2 separate regions of the Zea mays genome follow, and region 1 is linked to region 2. The links are chromatin contacts, called in public Hi-C maps. All regions are on one chromosome and are shown on one strand. The core of a region is the stretch at or near the end of the contact, and the rest is flanking DNA. Distances in the headings are between cores, read along the strand shown.

What was found. Hi-C and Micro-C count contacts between places; a contact is called where the count stands out from the background.
Region 1: a Hi-C map of leaf shows a contact between it and region 2, with 4 times the contacts expected there. The contact joins the enhancer-like site here to the promoter of LOC103654209 in region 2. A contact is called at or near these places in 12 of 25 Hi-C or Micro-C datasets (bundle sheath, ear, endosperm and 4 more).

The regions. Positions count from the first base shown.
Region 1 is chr4:182,055,821-182,062,238 of Zm-B73-REFERENCE-NAM-5.0, forward strand. No RefSeq gene overlaps it. Among protein-coding and RNA genes, the nearest start is that of LOC100216636, 31 kb to the right of the region's middle. Within about 2 kb of position 3,036, at least 19 of the 20 cell types and tissues checked have an H3K27ac peak or open chromatin away from gene starts, as enhancers often do. A contact at or near this core is called in bundle sheath, ear, endosperm and 3 more, where this site is marked.
Region 2 is chr4:181,943,844-181,950,159 of Zm-B73-REFERENCE-NAM-5.0, forward strand. LOC103654209 (protein OPAQUE1) reads right to left here and starts at 3,059. Exons shown (of 38, transcript NM_001364980.1): 1 at 2,742-3,059; 2 at 1,635-1,784; 3 at 725-870; 4 at 485-641; 5 at 48-106. The coding sequence starts at 2,861.

The DNA of each region.
Region 1 (6,418 bases), core at 1,786-4,285, 110 kb after region 2:
GTAGTAGGGGTTACAAACGAGCGAGATAGAAAGCTCCAAAGTCAATGTGTCACTCTATGTGTGTCACCGACCCCCTCCCCCTTTTGTAGAACAAGGAGGGGCTCATATAATGGCTTTGCTCGTAAGGAAGAGTGGAGAGGTAAAAAGTCAATACTCCTCGGTAACTCTTGTCGGGCATCAGTATCCTTCCCCGTGTGGACTCTCGATCATGTCCAAAGATTTTATGGAGATGGTGTGATCTGTGTTTGTGGTGTGCGCGTCGACTGGTCATAATTATTGGGGTTTGTCTGTGTCATCCTCCTGTGTCGACCTACCTATTCCTTAGATAGTAGGGTTTATTTCCCAATCGGGGGTCGCATATCTCCTCGGTAGACTTAGACCTAGGGGTGTAAGCCATGAGTGGGGAGAGGTGGGCAGACTGTGACGTACCCTATCGACTAGAGTGGTAGTGGGGAGCCCGCGAGGTTGGCGGCTTAGTCGGACGGAACGCGCCAAATCTACTCGAGTGGATCTTGACTTGCTTGATGGATCCCTGTTGGTTCTCTGCATCGCCCGATCCTCACGACTCGACCTGTGTGATGTTTTATGAGTAGGGCGGATGTTAGTAGCTTATAGACGGTTCATACATGATATCTCTCATCGTTGACTCATGGGCCCCAAAAGGATGAGGTTTCACAACCCTGGCAACAAGCTTGTCGATGAATTCATGTTTAACATTGTTATCCAAAGGTTGTCCATACTCTCACAAGTGCATTTGTGTTAAGATGGAGACATAAAAAAGGAGAGAGGTATCCACTTGAAATAGTAAAACTTAGTATAATGCTATCACAGTAGGCAATTTGTTTATACTGACTCTAAGGTCGTTTGATATATGGTTCTATACTCTAAATTTAGAAAAAGGTTCTCTCATTTGTCTCTTCTATATGTTTTAGCGGTGTTCTCCAAAGCGTTCTCTAGATATAGATAACGTATTTCATTCACTGTATACAAAGTCTCTCTTTTTTATCTGTTTATTTAATAAATTATATAATAAAATAAGTAAAATTAAAGTATGTATAAGACATTTGAAGGTACAACAATTTCTTACGTATAAAATCTGAAATAGAATAAGACTCTGCGTATTTGGCGTATGGAGGACGAGATATAAAGAATATTGTTAAAAATAGATTAGATATAAAGCAAAGATTTATTTCGAGAGCGAGATAAATATGGAGGAGAGATATAAAGGATGTTATTGAAGACAATTTTAGAGAAGCCCGAGAGAGTGTTTGGTTTCTAAAGATTAAATTTTATTCCTTTTATTTTATTCCAGTTTAGTCCTTAAATTATCAAAATATAGAAACTAAAGTAGAGATTTAGTTTCCGTATTGACAATCCAGGGACTAAAATGGAATAAATCGGATGTACTAAAAATTAGTCCATAGAAATCAAACATGCCTAATATGATCGTGGCCCTTGCTATTAATTGTATTATAATTATAAATAAATTTATGGACAGATATAGATAATAGGTCGCCCCTCATTCAAATTTCAAACACACTGCAGTATATATGGCGTGTTTGGCATGGCTACAGAGCAGAACTCAGGAGGAGCTGGCAAGAGCTTGCCAAACAACCCAACTCCAGAGTTGCAAACTTCATGGAGTTTTCAGAGCTACAGTATAAATGTTTGGAGTACCTCTTTTGCTACTCTAAAAACTCTAAAAAGTAAGCTAGATGTGAAGTTTTGAGTTATTTACTCGCTACTGTCACGGGTTATGAGAAAATTATTTAAATATGGAATAGAGTTGCTCCAACTAGAGTTTTGAAGTGAAGCTACTCTGAAGTAGAGTGCCAAACACGCCTATAGTATGAAAGCGCTCCATTCACCTCCGCGTAGCACTAGCGAGAAGCACCTGGGTCACAGGACAACGCGATGCACGGCCCAGATGCGTGCACCCAGAGGGCGAGTACAGGACCGCCCAGTGCTCCAGCTAGCCGCCAGCGCCCCAGCGGGCCACGGTTTTTTGCAAGGCGATCGATGCCCGCCGGTCGGCCCCCTTTTCTTCAGTTCTTCCTACTACGACTTCTAGTCTGAGCAAATACTCTCTTGCCCTTGGTAGCCAGCGGCGCCAGCGAACCAATTTTATCCTTGTCCTCTCGCGCACGTGTCGTAGCTTCGTGCTGCGGCCTGCGGCACGGCGAGCCACGTTGGACGCAAGGGTTTTGGCATACGTCTAGTGCTTCTATTGCTTCGTGCTGCTGCACGAGCACGACGAGCTCCGCGTGGCGCTGGTGGCCGTGTCGTGGCGGATAGATGCGTCCGTTCTTGCGTACGCGTGCGGTGTATGCCCGCTCAATTCTCCTGCAAGCTAGTACTTATGTCTGTAGATAGAACCAAAGAAACAGTACTAGGCTGCTTGCAGTTTACTCCCTCCGTTTCGTTTTAGTTGTCGTTGGATAGTGCAAAATTCAACTATTCAACGACAACTAAAAAGAAATGAAGGGAGTAATAAATAAAAAACGAGTACTTGTATGATCGTACGGGTCATACTCGGATACTAATATATCTGTACGGAGTAACGGGTTTTACTAATATATCGGTTGTAAATTGTTAGGGGGAAAAAGAGTGTGTTATTCACCTCCTCCTCGTCCTTGGCCATTTTCGTGTCGTTTAATAAAAAAGCGAGTACTTGTAGTCTTGGAGAAGCTGTGTACGCCAAAGAAGGGAAGCATTTTCGTGTCATTCTCGTATCCATGTAGCCTCACGATTTCTTCGCTTGCTGGTATACCATTTACTATCAAGTACTTTCCGCACCGACCAGTGGGACGATTACTTCCAAGATAGCGTGATTCCTAAGAGGGGGAGATTTAAGAAAGGTGAGTCAGCTGTCAGGACATAGAACATAGTACGTAGTATACTAAAACTCTGAGAACCTTTTTCTAGATGGTTTCGAGAGGAACGTCTATCTTTGAACATTTCTAGTCTAGACTAGATTTGTAAGAGATCGACGTGAACCAGACAGTCCCACGGCTTCAGCCCAACGAAGAAAGCCGCCTGTCAAGCAGTATTGGGCTCTAGCGTAGCCCAGTCCAAGTTTAATTCCAGTTATAAGCATGGGCCTGCCTACTCTTGATGAAGGTTTTTGTTTAATAGGGACTAATTTTTATATTTTATTTATTTTAGTCCCTAATTTGTCAAATACATAATCTAAGTACTAGAATATAATAAAATGGAGAGATTATAAATTAGTCCTTATAAACCAAACATCTCCTTAATGACAAGCCTTTTTCTATTTTAGGCCCTACACGAATGCAATGAGGTCTTCTGCCATAACTTAATAAGGTGTTTGGTTTGAAAAATGAGCTAGTCCATCATCTTCTCACTCCTCACTTTTTTGTTTGGTTTGTGGAATGGATTGAGTTGATCCATCATCACCTTATTCCTTATAGTTATTTAGTTAGTACTAATGTGAGGAATGAGGTCATCCCACCAAATTTGAGGAATGAATACATGATGCACCACCACATTTTGGATGAAGTGATTCCTCAAACCAAACACCCCCTAAGCGAATGGACGGACGTAACTACCGGGTGTCACTGTGCGCGGGGCCGGACGAGGGCGCGCGCGGGGCCACAGGCAGTGACTCCAGCGCGGGGCGTATCTCAGAGAATCTATTTCCAATAGGAATCGCGCCTGTGCGACCTTCTCCATCCTCACTATTGTTGTCGTATATTAACATCTAACTTCTATGTCTCTTCTCGTCTTCGCCTCCTTCATCTAGATTCTTCTGCACCATCGTAGAGTAGATGACATCAATCTTCCTCTGTCAACAAGCGTCTTGAACCACTGTCATGGCTCTCCGTTGCCATGCGCCTTTGCAGACATCGGTGCAAAAACAATAGAGGGAAAGGATGAGGAGGCATCGCTGTTGTCAATACGTGACTAAAGTGACTAAACCGACCAGGCAGAGGAGGACGAGGATGTGTTCCAGATCCCGAGTTTAGTTTTATACTGGTACATACTTTATGAAATATTAAGGCCAATGATAATATATGTACTACTCGTTTTCATGTGATCATTGTATGTTCATATTTTATTGAATTGTGTGTCGTCGCAGCTCGCAAGGCATGAGGATTGTACTGTTTTCTCTTTAGATACTGGCAGACGACCTCAATATCTACATAGTTGGTTGTCCCTGATATGCCTATTTAAGACTATCTTTAGTGGTTCTCCTATCTTATTTTATATCCTAGTTTATATTCCAAACTTTACTTTATAAACCGTGTTGACATGAGTACATGACCATATAAACCGTCATAGATAGGAGCATTATACTATTTTCTCTTTAGATCTTGGCAGGCAACATGTTTATCTACGTAGCTGGTGGTAATTGATGTGACAACTTCGATCCGTTATTTTGATATGCCTATCTACGACTATCTCCAGCGATCCTCATATCACATTTTCTATCCCTGCTTATATTCCAAATTTTACTTTATAAATAGTTTTCTTTTCCAGTTACAGATTGATATTCTAGGGAATTAGAATTCGATCCTAGCCATAAAGATTATAACATTAGCATGACCATATGCACAATCTCGTGGTGAAGGTTTACAAAACCGTCTTAATTTTCTTTCGACTAATGTTGTTTTTATGGGTAGTTTGGAAATCCTGGTAATAGATCAAAGATGCCTCCTGGTCGTGGGTCCCAAGGAATTCGAACGCCCCTCGGCACCTCGGTTCTTGGCTTTTGCTCGCCATGGCGCCATGCCATATGCCACGCCAAGCCGGAGAGGCTTTGGCGGCGCCATGCCAATGCCAATGCCATGACCGTGCTGTTGCGGTAGTCTCCCATCAACCATTCGAACGCACACAGGGCCCTACGGCCCCTACCGGAGTAAAACTTTGCACTCATCCCTGACATTTCATGACACAGGCCTCCATTGAATGGGCATCCATCGTCTTGGCCTCGGTCCCCATGCATTGAACAGGGAAACCAGGGAAGCAAGAGAAAAATTCTACAGCGGCAGTTGTTAGAGGTAAGTAACCATGCCGCGGCAGGGTAGTTGCCGGTACTAATACAAGCGACAGTGCAGTGCGGCGGTTTGTCGGGGAATCCGCAGTGGTATGATCCAGGAATGGGAAGCCCAGGATCAGGGTAACAATAATAACACTACCCAGATGAGCATTTGATAAGAGCATAGCCGTCCCAGCTGAATAACGGAACAAGTCACAGGTCAGTGAAGGCAGCCTGCACCAAACTCTATTCCATCAGTTGCACTTGGATTTTCCCAACAAGACTCTATACCACACTTTGCGCGGTCCCAAACCGCATGGAGAAATTAAAACTGCTAGCGGAGTCTGTCCCATGGAGGAGAAGGCATCATATTTACAGAGACTCTCACGGCGCCGGAATACACACATCTTATAAGCTTGGAACCAAACTGCAGGCCTAATAACTCTCTGAGACCATCAGACAGACGATCAATCTACATCTACTCCGTGTTCCGCGATCTCACCTCGCCAAACTTCGTGAAGAGCTCGGCGTCGGACGCACTGGACGAGTTGGCGCAGGAGAGCGCGCAGCCGCCTCGTAGTCGTAGGCCTCGCATGGTTGATCACTGTCACTGATGTAGCTCGGAGCCGTGGATGACTTCTCCAACGCCTGTGGATAGGATGTGCCTGCTACGGGGCGGGCCTGCTGGGCAGACAGCTACCTCATGCATGGTTGGTCGATCCGACGGCTGCCTCTTGTTGCTGCAAAGGAGTGCCAACTGGAACACCTTCTTGACCTCGCCAGGGTCCTTGCATGTGTCGGTGATGTCTTGGTGGACCGTGTTCTCTGCGGCTTTGGACATGATCTGGAGGCAGCAGATTGCAATCGAGGACAGCGGCTTTGATTAGCCCAGCAAGTTACAGATGCAAACATCCAGAGGAGCGTTATTTCATTATAGGTGCCACCAAGACATCCAAGAACGGAAGTACTAGTTCAGCTTTGGGAATTTTATTTTAAACAGATTAATTGACGAAAGAACTTAACAACATTACTTTGGTCAATCTATTCATCTGTTTGACGTTATTAGCATGAATATGGACGGGATGGCGTGGAGAAAAAATAGACAATAATATCTATACCTGTTCAGTTTTTTAAATAATATATATATCTCTACTACTCTATAAGGACACAGTGTGGGCGTCCACCACACACCTTGCCCCCGCCCCGACGCGCCCCCTCCCTTACCTCGTCTCCCCGCGCCCGCGCGGAACCAACCCAGTCGGCCAGCCCTCGCCCGCAAATCTCGCTCCCTCCACCACGCAGGACCCAGCCCCCATCCCTGCGCCCCTTCCAACCTCGACGCTTCTTTCATTGACGGCACCCACGGCCCACCATGCCTCGCCACCCGTCTTCGGCGCCCTCGCCTCGCCCACTTTCTCC
Region 2 (6,316 bases), core at 1,809-4,308:
ACACACGAACCATTGAAAACATTGGCCAACAATGAGTGAATTCTCACCTTGAATTGTCATTGCGTACTGTTTTTGCATTGCCAAATGCCTCCAAAAGAGGGTTAGACTGGTGACAGGAACAAATAAAGAAATATTAAGATAACACTATCATTAGCAATATCAACAGAAAATGCATACTTCAACAAAAATATAGATGAGGAACTCTTATGGGGTGTTTGGTTTGAAGAATTAATCCATTCTAGATAAGGTGATGAATCATGAGTCCATTCCACAAATTTGGTGGAATAAACTCATTCCTCATATTATTACTAGTTATTAGCTTATGAGAAATGTAATGGTGATGAATCAACTCATTCCATTCCACAAACCAAACAAAAAAAGTGAGGAGTGAGAAGATGATGGACTATCTCATTCCTCAAACCAAACACCCCCTTAGTTTCCATAAATTATAGTTGAGAAAACAGAGTTCAAAGTTCAAACTTACTTCTAGAACCTGTTGTTCAACCGTCCGGTCATCAAGAGCGGCTCTACCGCCAACAAAGGTGAGATACTGCATAATAAGCTTCGTTGTTTCGGTTTTGCCAGCACCACTTTCACCACTAACCAGGATGGATTGGCTTCGAGAATCATTCACCATAGCCCTACTCAATTCAACAAATGTCAACAGAATAAACAAATTATATGGAAATAGTGCATTGCAATTCAACCACAATATAACATGTACCTGTATGATGCATCCGCCACCGCAAAAACATGCGGACTCAGCTCCCCTAATCGGATGCCCTTGTATTGTTCCATCATGTATTCATTGTACAGGTGAGGCAGCCTTGTAAAAGGATTAACGGCAATCAAGATGCTTCCGGTGTACGTCTGTTTCAATACAGACAGGTGAAAGGCCGTTATAGAAAGTAGTCCATAGCTAATGTGCCAGGACTAAATTCATGTAAGAATTCAGCGATGACAATCAATTGCGCAAGCAGAACATTATTGATTATTGAACATAATTGATACAAGAGAGGAGACTATAATTCTTACACAAAAAAGGACATCGTTCCATATGTTGACAGCTCAAAATGGAGAAATAACTATATTTGTAAGAGAAAAAAGAACAGTTGTGATATTACATATGGCATTTATTGTTTTCATATTTAGTTATTAAGAATACAGATCATGTCACATTTAAAAAAATTGAACCATTCATCATCCTGCTCCATTAGCTGCAAAATGAGAGTGGTTTTGTCATGAATTAACAGAAGCTGAATCCATTGAGATGAGCACTTCATTATTGAGTTCACATCAACAAATGGTTTTGCCTTGATCGATCACATTTTCAATTACGGACATATTTATTTGATTCAAGCAATTTTTGCAAAAGTTCTACCAAAGCAGAAATATGACCAAGACATCTGAAAATCACTGAACACGGTAGTCAGGAACTCCTGGAGAGAATGTGCTAAAGAAAAGGTGCTCCATGAAAGCAATGCGGCATGGAAAATAAATGTGTGAATTGAGCTCTTCAAGTTCGTAAATTTGCAAGGAAAACAAATTTTCGAGTAACCAATTAATTTACATTTCAATTAAGTTGAAATGCAAATCACCACAGCAAATAAAAACAGTGCCGGTAAACCACTTACATATATCTCATTCAATGCATATCTTTTCTTCAGATTGTAAAGAACACCTGGTTCATTTAGATATGTCAATTTGGTCATGTCATCCACATGACCCCCACCCAGATCTTCATCTGTATCCCTGGGCAACAATTTTTCTGGTGAAACTGTAATCTGGAATAAACAAAGCAAAAGCTTCAGCAAATGAATCAAGTTTCCAATGCGACAAGTTAAACACTTAAACCATATCTTAATTAACTTTTTCATAACTCAGCTCGAAATGAAAAATTGACAAATTACCAATGTGCTTCAACATTCACTGAAAATTGATCCAATATTAATAGCAACCATAAGTTGCAAGGATGTTAATGGGTGTGACAGGGAGGGGGGAAAGGTAGCAGATATTCATCAGGACACCGAGCTTGCTACTTCTGCAATCAGCTCAAAAATCTTTCAAGCTGGTGTTCCATGAAATTGAATAACTCAATGAAACCTAAGATGGAACATAAGTACATAACATAAAATAAAATGTGCATGATACACAGGTAACTTGTATAGTGAACACCTGAACTAAAAGCCAATGACTGCTAAACTTGACGGAGTTGTACAGGACAAACACATTAACATAAGTTCAGTATACATTAAATTATGCAGAGTGGGTTCAAAAACTATCAAATAGAAGTGCAAAAAAGGTAACTCGTCAAAGCTACAAACCATTATTAAGATTCTAAGAAGCTGAGTTAAGAATCTGTTTGAATTAATAGTACAAACACTAAAACGTGATGGATACTATATCTGCAGCCACCCACCTCCAACCCAAAGCACACCCCGCAGCACACTAACTAGTGCAGCCCCGTCACTTGTTCTCAGTCGTAACAAAACAACTACGAACTTCATTAAAAAAACAAGTTCAGTTTTGATCCACCTCGGTTCACTCGCATTAAACCACGATCAAACCAGCACCAAAGGCGAGTATCGCCTCCAAATCCAAATCAACCACAACACCAAACAAGCACAGGTGACATCCGCATCCACCAAGACTTCCGAACGGCACGGCGGGAACTTAAACCGCACGGAATGGGACGAAAGCGACAGACAAAAACAGGGAGCGAGGATTGGAGGATGGTGCACCTTTTTCCGCTGGCTCGAGAACACGACGACGGCGCGCTCCTTCGCTTCCACCACCTCCGCCTCCACCCACCCTTCCCCCTTCTCCTCCACCCAAACCTTCAACCCCTTCCGGTAGCTCATCCTGCCGAAACCCTAAGCTCCACGTCGCCCCACCGAACCCAAGTCCCGGCGCGGAAACCAGTGGCGGCGAGCACGGGAGGAGAGCGGCGGACTCAGGCGCTGAGATTTGGGGCGGCGGAGTCTTAACGGAGCTCCGGTTAGAGCGGCGCGGCCGCAGCTGCTTGGAGTCGTGGTGGACTCATCGCGAAATTTTTGCTTTGCCTTGGCGCTTCTTCTCCCGTGCGCTTTTCAGTGGCCAGAAAGCATCGGTTTGGGGTGCCTTGAGGGGAATCTCGGAGTGTGCCGGGTGGTAAGTGCAAAAATTATCCATGCAGAACGCACGGAATTTGAATGGGCGAGGGGTGGATGCGTCATTTCAGGCTGCGTGGCAAGCACGGGCCCGCGCGAATCAAGGCGGTGTGCAGGTGACCAGGCCTGGGAGAGGTTTTGTTGTGGGTTCCACTGCGTAGTCCAGTCTTCCAAAACGGACAATCTGGCTTATTTTAATCGTTTGAATATGGGGCGCTTTGCTCCTTAGATCCCTAATGTCATCTGTTTTTTCAAATGGCCGCGAGTCTATTTTCACTATCCACCAGTTGGGTCGCTAATGATGCGACTACGAAAGAATTGCTGTATTTGCAAGTGTTGGTGTTTTAAATAAGCACTGGTAAGTAAATATTTGTGTGTGCGTTTAAAACTTGGATGGTATGATTAGTGGATGCAAGGTATATATTGGTTCGGTCTAAATGTCTCTACTCCAGTTATCGGTGGCTACTACTGTCAGATATCGTAACTAGGGATACCTAGATTACGCCTCTAAAACACGCTTACTCCCAAGACCACCATCGAGCCCATTCCCCGAGGTCAAAGGATCATAAACTTCACTTCAATCGAGGCCCGTCTCGAGGGTCACTGTAACGCCCTGAATTTGGGGTAGAATTTTTTCTTCTTTTTACTCACCAAATTCAAGCGCTACTCTCTTTTTCTCTTCTCGTTTCGCTCCTTCTTCCCAATTTCAAAGTCATATAGTGACGGGTGTCCGTGTGATGTGTAAACAAAACCTAAGTGTCATGGGTGTTGCATCATGCTGAAGCATATTTCTTTGTCTGATGTCGTGGTTAGTCGCGTGTTCGTCCCGTTCCGTTTCGGATTTCGGTTCGCGATCGGATTCCGATTGGTGGTCGTGCGTGTCGTGGGTTTTGATCCGCGGTGTGGCCCAGCCCGGCCCGGTCCGGCCCGCGCACCCCTGGCGCCCCCTGTCCTCCCCATGCGCGCGCCCCCCTCCCCCTGATCTCTTTCTCTCATTTGATTTCTCCCGCGCAGTAACCTCCCTCTCCCTCTCCCACCTCTCCCCCCCTGGTGCCCTAGGGTTTGGAGACGGTGATCGCCGGAGTTTGGATCCCCGAGGTGAACTTCCCCTCCCCTCCCCTTCTCTCTCCCTCTCTCTCTCCCTCCCTCTCCCTTTCTCCTTCCCCTGGTCGCGCGCCCTTCCCCTGCCGCGCGCCCTCCCCTGCTCGCGCGCCCCTTCCCCGCCGCGGCCCAGCCCCGGCGAGCCCCGCCCCGCAGCGGCCCCTCCCCGGCGGCCCTCCCCCGCGCGTGCCCCTCTCCCCGGCCCCTCTCCCTGGCAAGCCCTGTCGCCCCCCCTGCGAGCCCCTCTCCCCGGTGAGCCCCTCCCCTGCCGCGGCCCGCCCCGTCGCGCCCCTCCCCGGCGCCCCTCCACTGGCGAGCCCCCTCCTTAGCCGCGCCCCGGCGGCTGCGCCCTAGCCGCGCGCCCCCGCGGCCGCGCCCTGCGCCCCGACCCCACCCCACCCCCTGGCGCGCCCTCGCGCGCCCCCGTCCGAGCCCGTGCCCTGGCAGCCTTGCGCCCCGCGCGCCGGCACGGTTCGCGTGCCCTTGGCACGCGCAGCGTGCTCTCGCGCGTGCGACGTAGTCACGCTTTGCTCAACCCTCGTCTTATTCCATTTTAATTTTAGTTTAGTCGATGTGCTGCGTTGCGCGCTTCGCCGCGCGACGGTTCATTCTAAATTTGTCTTTATTAATGTGCTTCGTCGCGTGCTTCGTCGCGCGACGATTCATTTTAAATGCAGTTCTGTTGACGTAAATTGTCGTGCGTTTCGTCGCGCCACGCTTAACGTTTATCTATAATTAATGTAAGAATCTCGTTGCGCGCTCTGTCGCGCGGCGAGTCGTTTATTTCTTAATTCAATTTAAATGTTGTGTCGCGCGTCTCGTCGTGTGACCACTCCCTTTCATTCATCTTTATCTATTTATAACGATTAAATGTGGAACATGACCTTACTGAGAGCACCTAGAGGGGGGGTGAATAGGTGATCCTGTAAAACTTAAACTTATAGCCACAAAAACTTGTTAAGTGTTAGCACAATTATTGCCAAGTGGCTAGAGAGGAGTCAAAACACAATAACCACAAGAGATCAATCACAGAGATGACACGGTGGTTATCCCGTGGTTCGGCCAAGTACACAACTTGCCTACTCCACGTTGTGGCGTCCCAACGGACGAGAGTTGCACTCAACTCCTTTCAAGTGATCCAATGATCAACTTGAATACCACGATGTTCTTCTTTTCTTTGATCTTTTCCCGTTTGCGAGGAATCTCCACAACTTGGAGTCTCTCGCCCTTACAATTGAGTTTCACAAAGAAGCACGGAGTAAGGGAGGGAAGCAACACACACAAATCCACAGCAAAATGCGCACACACACGACCAAGAATAGAGCTCAAAAGCCTATCTCAAAGTTCTCACTAGAACGGAGCTCGAATCACTGAGAATGACAAACGAATGCGCAAAGACTGAGTGTGGATGATCAAGAATGTTCTAAGGTTGCTTGGTATTCTCCTCCATGCGCCTAGGGGTCCCTTTTATAGCCCCAAGGCAGCTAGGAGCCGTTGAGAGCAAATCTGGAAGGCCAATCTTGCCTTCTGTCGTCGGGTGCACCGGACAGTCCGGTGCACACCGGACAGTCCGGTGCACACCGGACACTGTCCGGTGCCCGATTTCCTTCCTTAAACAGCGCAGCCAACCGTTGCAGATCTGGGAGCTGTTGGCGCACCGGACATGTCCGGTGCACACCGGACAGTCCGGTGCCCCCTTCCGACCGTTGGCTCGGCCACGTGTCTCGCGCAGATCGCGCGGCCGACCGTTGGCTCACCGGACAGTCCGGTGCACACCGGACAGTCCGGTGAATTTTAGCCGAACGCCGTCGGCGAATTCCCGAGAGCGGCCTCTTCGCCTGAGGCAGCCTGGCGCACCGGACACTGTCCGGTGCACCACCTGACAGTCCGGTGCCCCAGACCGAAACAGCCTTTTGGCTGTACACAGCCAACTCTTCTTCTCTTCTTCCTTCTTTCTGTTTCTAACACTTAGATAAGTATATTAGTACACAAAACCAATGTACTAAGGCTTAGAAACATACCTTTACTCGTGATTTGCACTTTGTTCATCCATGGGCATGAATTCA